3 separate regions of the Gossypium hirsutum genome follow, and all the other regions are linked to region 2. The links are chromatin contacts, called in public Hi-C maps. All regions are on one chromosome and are shown on one strand. Each heading gives the region's core, a stretch centred on a gene start, on an enhancer-like site or on the middle of the called end of the contact. The rest is flanking DNA. Distances are from core to core; before and after follow the strand shown.

Region 1 (2,700 bases), core at 170-2,669, 180 kb after region 2:
ATTCATCCAACAACCTTCACTTTCATTGTATGCTACTAAAGGTGTCCAATGGAAAGGAGCATTTATGCTTCAATGCCCAAGATTAGACTACGAAGTCAAAGGACAGAAGACCACCAGACTTTGCCATCTTTTTCAACTTGGATTTGGTCCATTAATTAGCCCAACACAATCAATTATCAGGGGTAGCACGTGTTGCCATTTATTCCCATGTATTTATAACCCTCACCTCTTTTTACCAACCGATTAAACTAAAATTTGAGATTAAGATATAACTTTCTTAAGTTATAATGACTGAATTGATAATTAATTTGAATAATTAATTAAGGAGAATTCACATATTTTATATAAAGTAAGATTCCAACAACAAGTTTTGCAAGCTAAATCACATATATATTACCAATGGCTATTTCACTTAGAAGAAGCCAAAATTTTGTGTTAGGAAAATCAAAATAAAATTAAAAAGTTTTGAAGGATCAATAGCATAAATTTTGCATCAAAAGACTTAAATTATACATTTTATTTAAATATCAAAAATCAATTTAATCTTTTCAACCAAGAGGGACAAAGGCTTCTATCACTTGGGGTCAAATCTAACTTAATCCAAATCAATTTAAGCCCAATTTAAGAAAGAGTAATTCAATCATACTCTTCGTTTCTTTTTTAATTTTTTGAGTAAATTACATCCAAAGTCGTTAATTTATTAATAAGTTTATGTTTTGATAACTAAACTTTAAAAAATTACAAAATGGTTAATGTTCTATTCGTAAGTTTTTATTTAAATCATTAAATCATTAAATCATTCAAAAAAATTTTATTTAAATCATTAGATTGTTGAGTATTTTTTTAAAAGTCCAACTAGTGAGCTCTAATTGACAATTTGACAATCAATACGGTGATTTAGTACCCATTGACAAGTAGAAGAACATATCTTAGATCCAAGTTGATCTAACGGTCAGTGTCAGAGATTGGAGAAGAAAGTTGTTTGGTTTGGTTCATAGATTCGTGATGTCCAATATTGGAGAAAGTAATGAGAGCTTTCGACTAGTATAAGCGGTAAAAACAAAATAGGTCATGCAATAATGATTTTAATAACTTATTGACTTAAATAAAAACTTTCGAATAGTTTAGTGACCATTTTACAATTTTTTAAGATTAACTGACTAAAACGTAAACTTACTAATAATTTAATGATCTTTACTGTAATTTTTTTTTCAACATCATGAATCTTTTGGACTCCAACACACCTTTCGATTGCTTATTCCCATTTTATATGTCCAACGGACATCTTGAAAAGCCTTTCTTCAATCCAATCCATTGGACCAAAAATTCCCTCGATTTGACCATATTAATGACCACTTGGTGTCCAAACAGAGAGCATGTGGCATCCCACACATTATGAGTTGCAAAAATTGGAAGGGTGTGAGTATTGGATTGGAGGAGAGAGATGGGTTTTTAATGGTAATGAAGTGTCATAGTCGTTTCAACTATAAATTGAAAGGCTCAAAAAGAAAAAGGGTATCAATCTACCTCCGACCATGTAAGGTGCAAAAGCCAAAACTTCTTTCTTTAACTTTTTTCAGATTCCTCATTTCAATTTTCATTGCTTTCCAAAAGGTAACATAAACAATCCAAACGAATCTTAATAGGACCCTCTCCTCTCTCCCTCCTTTTCTTTATACCTTTGCCTTCCCTTGTTCTGTCTCATATGCATATCTAGGGGCCCAATCTCTGTCACATCTTTCACCCACTTCTTACATTTCTTTTTACACATCATATATTAGAAGCGTTGATGAGTCGAATTGTCATCATACATATATAATTGTTTAATTTTAATTTAATTTAAAATATAATACTAAATGAAATCTATTCATATTTACAAAATTAAACAAAATTATAAATTTTAAAATTCAAATGTAAGACGAATTCTTAAAAATTGTCTTGCTTTGAATTCATTCTTTTACTCTTTTTAAAGGGTTATTACAACAAATATTTTGATTTTGTTTCATCAATGCATAACAACATGTATTCATAAGATTAATTTATTTATCTATACTAATTATATTAAGTGAGTTGATATTGTGAGTTGATCGGATATCAATTCAATTTAAAAATTATTACAATATTTTTACTTTTATAAAATAACAAATAAATATGAAGATATTTTTATCTTTTCATATTTTTAATAAAATAATAATATAATATAATTCAAACTTGGGAAAATGAACCAAACCATTTCAACTAAACTTTTTTTGGTTTTAGTATACAGTTTTTATAAATATATTTTTACATGGTTTTTTTTCTTACCCTGATTGTACCATAAAACTAGTTATCATATTAAGACTATTTTTTTAAAAGCATACTACAATCAAAATACAAATACATGTCTGATTTAGGGTGTAGAATCAAATTACTACATTGCAAACGGATTCAGGACTAGAATAAAAAAGTCAAACTATTATAGCTTAAACCAATTATGAGCTGAAACAATCCGGACTACAAATTGACTAGTTAGACTAAATCTCACACATCACAACAACTCATGATGAGACTAAGAGACCTATATATTTAATTGTCCATGGTGGATCTTGAATATGAATATTTAGGACTCAAGGTCTTTGACTTTGACAATTGTACCAAGTACTCATTAGCATTAAGAATATAGTTAAGTATGTTTTTATTTTTAAAGTATACTTAATTATG
Region 2 (2,700 bases), core at 145-2,644:
AACCCAATCAGCAAGCACAGATTAAGTATAAGGACAAAAAAACAGCATTCCAATAAATAGCCCAGAAGTGGCTGCTGACAAAATCATTCAATGTACATTTCTGAGATGAATCTACAAAACGTACATTCTGGGAAAGGTAGAATTTCTTTTCTCACCGGGTTATCTAAACACCAGGTTTAGAGAGCTCCACTTTCTCCATAAAACAAACCCAATAAACAACACCATGAACATAGAATGCCACCACAACAATATCCGGGTCATAAATGAAATAAAATTATAATGACCATTTCTTGGGAAATTGTATTCAGCTTAGTCTTTTCCCAAAATTTTAGTTAACAGAACAATCAATTTTATAAGAACACGAACATACAATCATTGCCCCAAAAGAACTTATTGAGAGGCTGAAGACCAAAACTTCACTAAAACCAAGTACCAATCCTGACAATAAAGCTTAGAAAAAGACAACTACAGTGTGAAAACCCAATCATTTTCCATCAAAATTCAAGGCTTTAAACATCTCCCTTGAAATATTTATCCCACCATTCCCCCTTCAAAGCCGAAGTAACTTTTTATCTTCACCAATCAATTCATCTTCAACAGCTGCAATGACTCTTAACTATAAATTCTCAAAACTAATTCAGTTGCTCCTACTCTCTAACAACCACCATAAAGAAAACCCCCCAAATTTACATTTCTATTTGCACATATTAGGTAAAAAAATCAAATCTATCTATAAGAGGGGAAAAAATAGAAACGAACCAGTAACGGACAGATTTACACTGAGAACAGCGGGTGGTGGTAGGGGCAAAGCAAACAGCACACTGGAACTTGGGATAGTAACCGTACTCCACGGTGGCTTGAGCTTCCACATAGGCGGTTTCATGAGAGACCATCTCGAGTAACCTCGTAACTTCCTCTTTCCTCGCCGCCGCATTCTTCAATTTATGCCGGATTATCAAAAAGACAACAAGAAGGGACACCAAAACGACGACGTCGAACCCTAGAGAACCAGAAACCAGCATTTCTTACCCAATAACTTTTATTCTATTGTACTCCACTTAAAATTAGCCGGCGCCGAGGATGAGGTCCGAACCAGAAAAACCTAAGATGAAAAGGGCTTGGTTATACATAGAAATCTGCGACGACGACGACGGTAGCGATGACGGTGGTGGTGGTTGGAATGGCAAAAAGGGAAATTGAGAAAGTAGTTGAGGTGAGAAGAGGATTTGAGCATCTGGGAGGATCTGAAATAGAGAAAAGGAAATCAGAGGTTTGGCTATTATTAATTTTTTTTTTACGGAGGCTTTTTTTTTTTTTGTTCTTTTCTCTTGTGTTAAAAGGACAAAACTGTTTCTATCACTTCACCATGGATTTTGATGTCTATACTTCCGTTTTCCTTCTTTCAAGCTAAGCTAACTCTAAGGGTAAAATCAAAACTATATAATATTTACTTAATTAGACAAGGAAAAAAAATAATGTTTTAAGGATTAATTATAGAATATTTTTTCAATTAAAAATTTTAACATTCACTCCAAATATAAAATATAAAATATAAAATATAAATATTATCGTAATACAGTTTAAACTTACGCCACATTGATTTCTAATAAAAATTTTAATCAAATAAAAATGAAAAAGTCATCATATTCTTAAGCATTTCAAATATTAATTTATAATGATATTTATTTAAAACTCTAATCATATTTGTAACTTTGGAAAACGGAAGATGAAGAATGATGATGACAAGATCCTTTCAACTTAAAAAACTCATATATTAGTTGAAACAGCTAAAAGGACCATTTTTATGTATAATGAGAGTTGAATTTTAGTTAGAACACACACTGAATTTAGTTGCTTGCGAAATCCAACCATGAAAAGCAAAGGCCAATGGGACTGGGAGAATCATTTCAAATGTCCAATCTTACATTAACTTCATCACCTTCCCCATTTTTCCTGTAGCCAAAGCCCATGCGTTTTCTTTCTTACCCAAGACTTCAATAAATTAAATAATTAATTAACGAATTTGTTTAGTATATTATATGATTAAATTGTTTGATGAATGTAATTTTTGGAATATTAAAGATTAAAGGATAATGTTTAAAAAATAAAATAAAATAAATTCATCATTTACCTTTTATTATAGCTTATCAAGAAAAATTTACTTAAAAATTTAATAATTTCAAATCCTACATAAGATTTTAGATTTAAATTTTGTGAATAAAAAGAATAAAGTAAATTATACAAAAAATTACTCAATTTTGGTTTCAAGAACAAAATAGTCACTCAACTTTCAATTCAGTTACTAAATTTTAAAAAAAATAATAAATCAGTCCCCATTAACTATTTCCAGTTACTACAGACTTAACGAAGCCGTCATTTTCCATTCTTCTCTCCCCCTCCCCTCCCTTTACTATCCCTCTCCCTTTTCCCCACCATCATCCCCCTACTCTGATTCTCTCCCTCTTCCTCACTGTACATGAAAAGGATGGAAAATGACAGGTCCATGAAATATGAAAAATAGTTAGTGGTGATAGATTTGTTATTTTTTAAAAATTTAGTGATTGAATTGAAAATTGAATGACTATTTTGCCATTGAGATTAAAGTTAAATAAGTGTTGGTGTAATTTATCTAAAAAAAATTAGTATAAGTTATCTCTTATTTAGAAATAACTCTGATTTCACATTTAGTTAGAAACCAAA
Region 3 (2,700 bases), core at 132-2,631, 240 kb after region 2:
CACGTAGAGGAAATTAAGTAATCTTATGTTTATATATATATATAATCCCGGTCTCCAAAGGGAGATCATGCTTCACCGGTTCTTCCTTCTTTTGTCTCAATGCTCTTCCATTTTCATCATGCCTCTTGCATTGCATTGCATTGCATGTCTCCACTTTGCTTCAGTGCTTCATTATGTAAACCCATTTTGGAATTAAAATAGTGCTTTTTTGGAAATGCAACAAGAAGGGAAATAGATTAGAACTAAAATAACTTAAGTTCCCATTAACATTACGTGATAACCTAATTTAAACCCAACATAATAACACTGTTAAGTAGTCCATGCCCAACATCATAATCACTATCAAAGTACCCTTCCCTCCCCAGATGGTCAACCCTAAAAAATGTACACATCTAAAGTTCCCTCATAATCTGTTTCTAGGGTTTCTTACCAAGAGTGTGCTTGTTATTATGCATCCAAACTTTCAAAACATGCCTTTTGACCCCAGTTTCGTTGCAGAACTGTTGAACAATCTCTTCATCATGTTTCTGAATCCGCCACCCTAGTCTCTCAGCTAAACTCAGCATCTTCTCCTTTTGTTCCTGCGTAAACTTTGTTCTAAATCTCTTCCTTGAGCTTCCTTGATTCGAAGCATCCTCTTGATCTTCTCTGCTGTGTCCTCCTCCTCCTGAGGTTGATGGTAAAGCTAATGGCCTTTGTTGTCCGGCAACGTGGAGGTACCCTGTTGGTGCTCTAAAGTAAGGCGCAAATTGCGGTGGCTGGTGGTGGTGGTGGTGATGGAAGTAGAGGTCCGTGGTGTGGACGGAGTTTGGGGAGCCAAGCTCAGATTCCTTGCGGTGGAAGTTACGGTGGCAGTTACAAGCCGCGCATTTGAGAGCGTCGAGGGTGCCTTCAGTTCCAGCCGGCATGAACTCACCGCAACCGTCGAGAGCGTGACCGCCGATCCCCACCGCATGGTTCTTCAAACACTCCCTATACCTAGGCTTCCTCTGCTGCTGCTGCTGCTGCTGACCCGTTGGAGTTACTGAACCAGGTTCAACACCTGACATTTTGAGTCTAGACGAGTTTCCCAGCGAGTCATAACTCGGTGTCAAACCCATCTCTTCTTCCTGCTCTTCTTGATCCTCAAACTCCATTTCCCCTCCCTTCAACAGGAATTATGTAATTTTAATAAAAAAATTCAACAGTTTTTTTTCCTAATTAATAGAGAAGAAGAAGACGAAGATAAGAGGAATAAGAGAGTGTGGCCATAAATTTTGTTTTTTGGGTAATTTCTTCCCTTTATATCTGCAAAAAGAAAGCTGTTTCTGTGTCTGTGTGTGTGTGTGTGTGTGTGTTTTGGTTTCAAAGGGGGGCGTTGAGACCGTCTTGATATAAGCCTTCCCCCTTCCTCTGAAATCAAATCACTTGATAGCTGCTTCTCTAATTGATTTTTACTGCGCTGTAAAATATAATTTTAACCTTTTGTTTTTTTACCGTGAAGCGAACAAGAGTGTGGCTACAGTGATGATAGCAGGGATTGGGTTTGGGGTTTGGCCATTATTGGCTACAGTCTGCAGAGCGGACTTGAAAATGCATTCCAACTCTTCACGCGCCAAGCAAAGCACTTCACAAATTTTGTTTTTGCATAATCTTAAAAAATTCAATGGTATGAGATATTGTGTTTTCAAGTAGAGATAGATAGTGGTTTGAAATTTGGAGGAAACATTGTTGAAAGAAATAATTATGAATATTGAATATGAATTATAAAATAGACATAAATGATATAAAAAAAAGTTAATTCTTAAGTATTTGTTATTTAAATATTACGGTTATCTATTTTTTTTAAAATTCATAGGATGTGAATTATAAGTTTGGAATCTAAAGCATTATGGTTTTCACTATTTCAACTAAAACCACATTTATTAATAAGCTATTTGATCTATAAAATTGTTCAATTTTAAACAACTAAAATTATCTCTAGCGGCGACTGTAATACCCCTTACTCGATTTGACTACAGGTGTATCGACTTCATGATGTTGCCCCTATTTTGATAAAAATCTCATTTGGTACCTTATTCTCAAACCAACACCTAGATGTATTCATCCAACTCTACACAAGTGTAATACTATTATACCATGCCAATCTAAACCTATTCAAGCATATAATCATCAAAATCAACCATTCAAAAACATGCAATTCAAACTTTTGATCATTTAGGCATATTCATTTCCATTTTAACTATCCATATTTGTAACACTTCAATTGCCAATTCAAGCATGATTCATTATCCAATATGGAAACTAAGCAATTCAAGGAACTTGACATGAACTAACCAAAGTATACACTGAGCTACAAATCATGCTTAACATTAGATTTTATCATTTCTAATCATCCATCAACTTAACTATTTCAGCTAGCTCACATGCAACCTATAACATATTAATTAATACAAGTTAAATATCATCATTCTTAATGGTACCAAATTTGACCAAACCATGAATCAATAGGTTATATGCCATGTTAAGCATTCAAAATCACCCATCACCACATTTACCATACAACTTTCAACTCCAAAATGACCATTTGCACACTATCAACATTTAGAATTAAAACGGACATAATTCTACCGTCTTATTGATAGTGTGTGCTTCGCGTTGATCTGGCTAGGCAAGTTCCTCAATGTAATGATCCACAATGGAAGAAAACAACTAGAGTAA

Evidence for each region. Hi-C and Micro-C count contacts between places; a contact is called where the count stands out from the background.
Region 1: a contact with region 2 is called in a Hi-C map of leaf, with 3 times the contacts expected there. The contact joins the enhancer-like site here to the promoter of LOC107951695 in region 2. A contact is called at or near these places in 3 of 34 Hi-C or Micro-C datasets (leaf and petal).
Region 3: a Hi-C map of leaf shows a contact between it and region 2, with 2.7 times the contacts expected there. The contact joins the promoter of LOC107951698 here to the promoter of LOC107951695 in region 2. A contact is called at or near these places in 3 of 34 Hi-C or Micro-C datasets (all in leaf).

The regions. Positions count from the first base shown.
Region 1 is chrA02:98,453,315-98,456,014 of Gossypium_hirsutum_v2.1, reverse strand. No RefSeq gene overlaps it. Among protein-coding and RNA genes, the nearest start is that of LOC107952321, 23 kb to the right of the region's middle. Within about 2 kb of position 1,419, at least 3 of the 9 cell types and tissues checked have an H3K27ac peak or open chromatin away from gene starts, as enhancers often do. A contact at or near this core is called in leaf, where this site is marked.
Region 2 is chrA02:98,636,334-98,639,033 of Gossypium_hirsutum_v2.1, reverse strand. It overlaps LOC107951695 (ubiquitin carboxyl-terminal hydrolase 17), which reads right to left and starts at 1,394. Exons shown (of 11, transcript XM_016886820.2): 1 at 760-1,394. The coding sequence starts at 1,022.
Region 3 is chrA02:98,391,730-98,394,429 of Gossypium_hirsutum_v2.1, reverse strand. LOC107951698 (zinc-finger homeodomain protein 2) reads right to left here and starts at 1,381. Exons shown (of 2, transcript XM_016886824.2): 1 at 431-1,381; 2 at 1-166. The coding sequence starts at 1,136. The coding sequence ends at 117.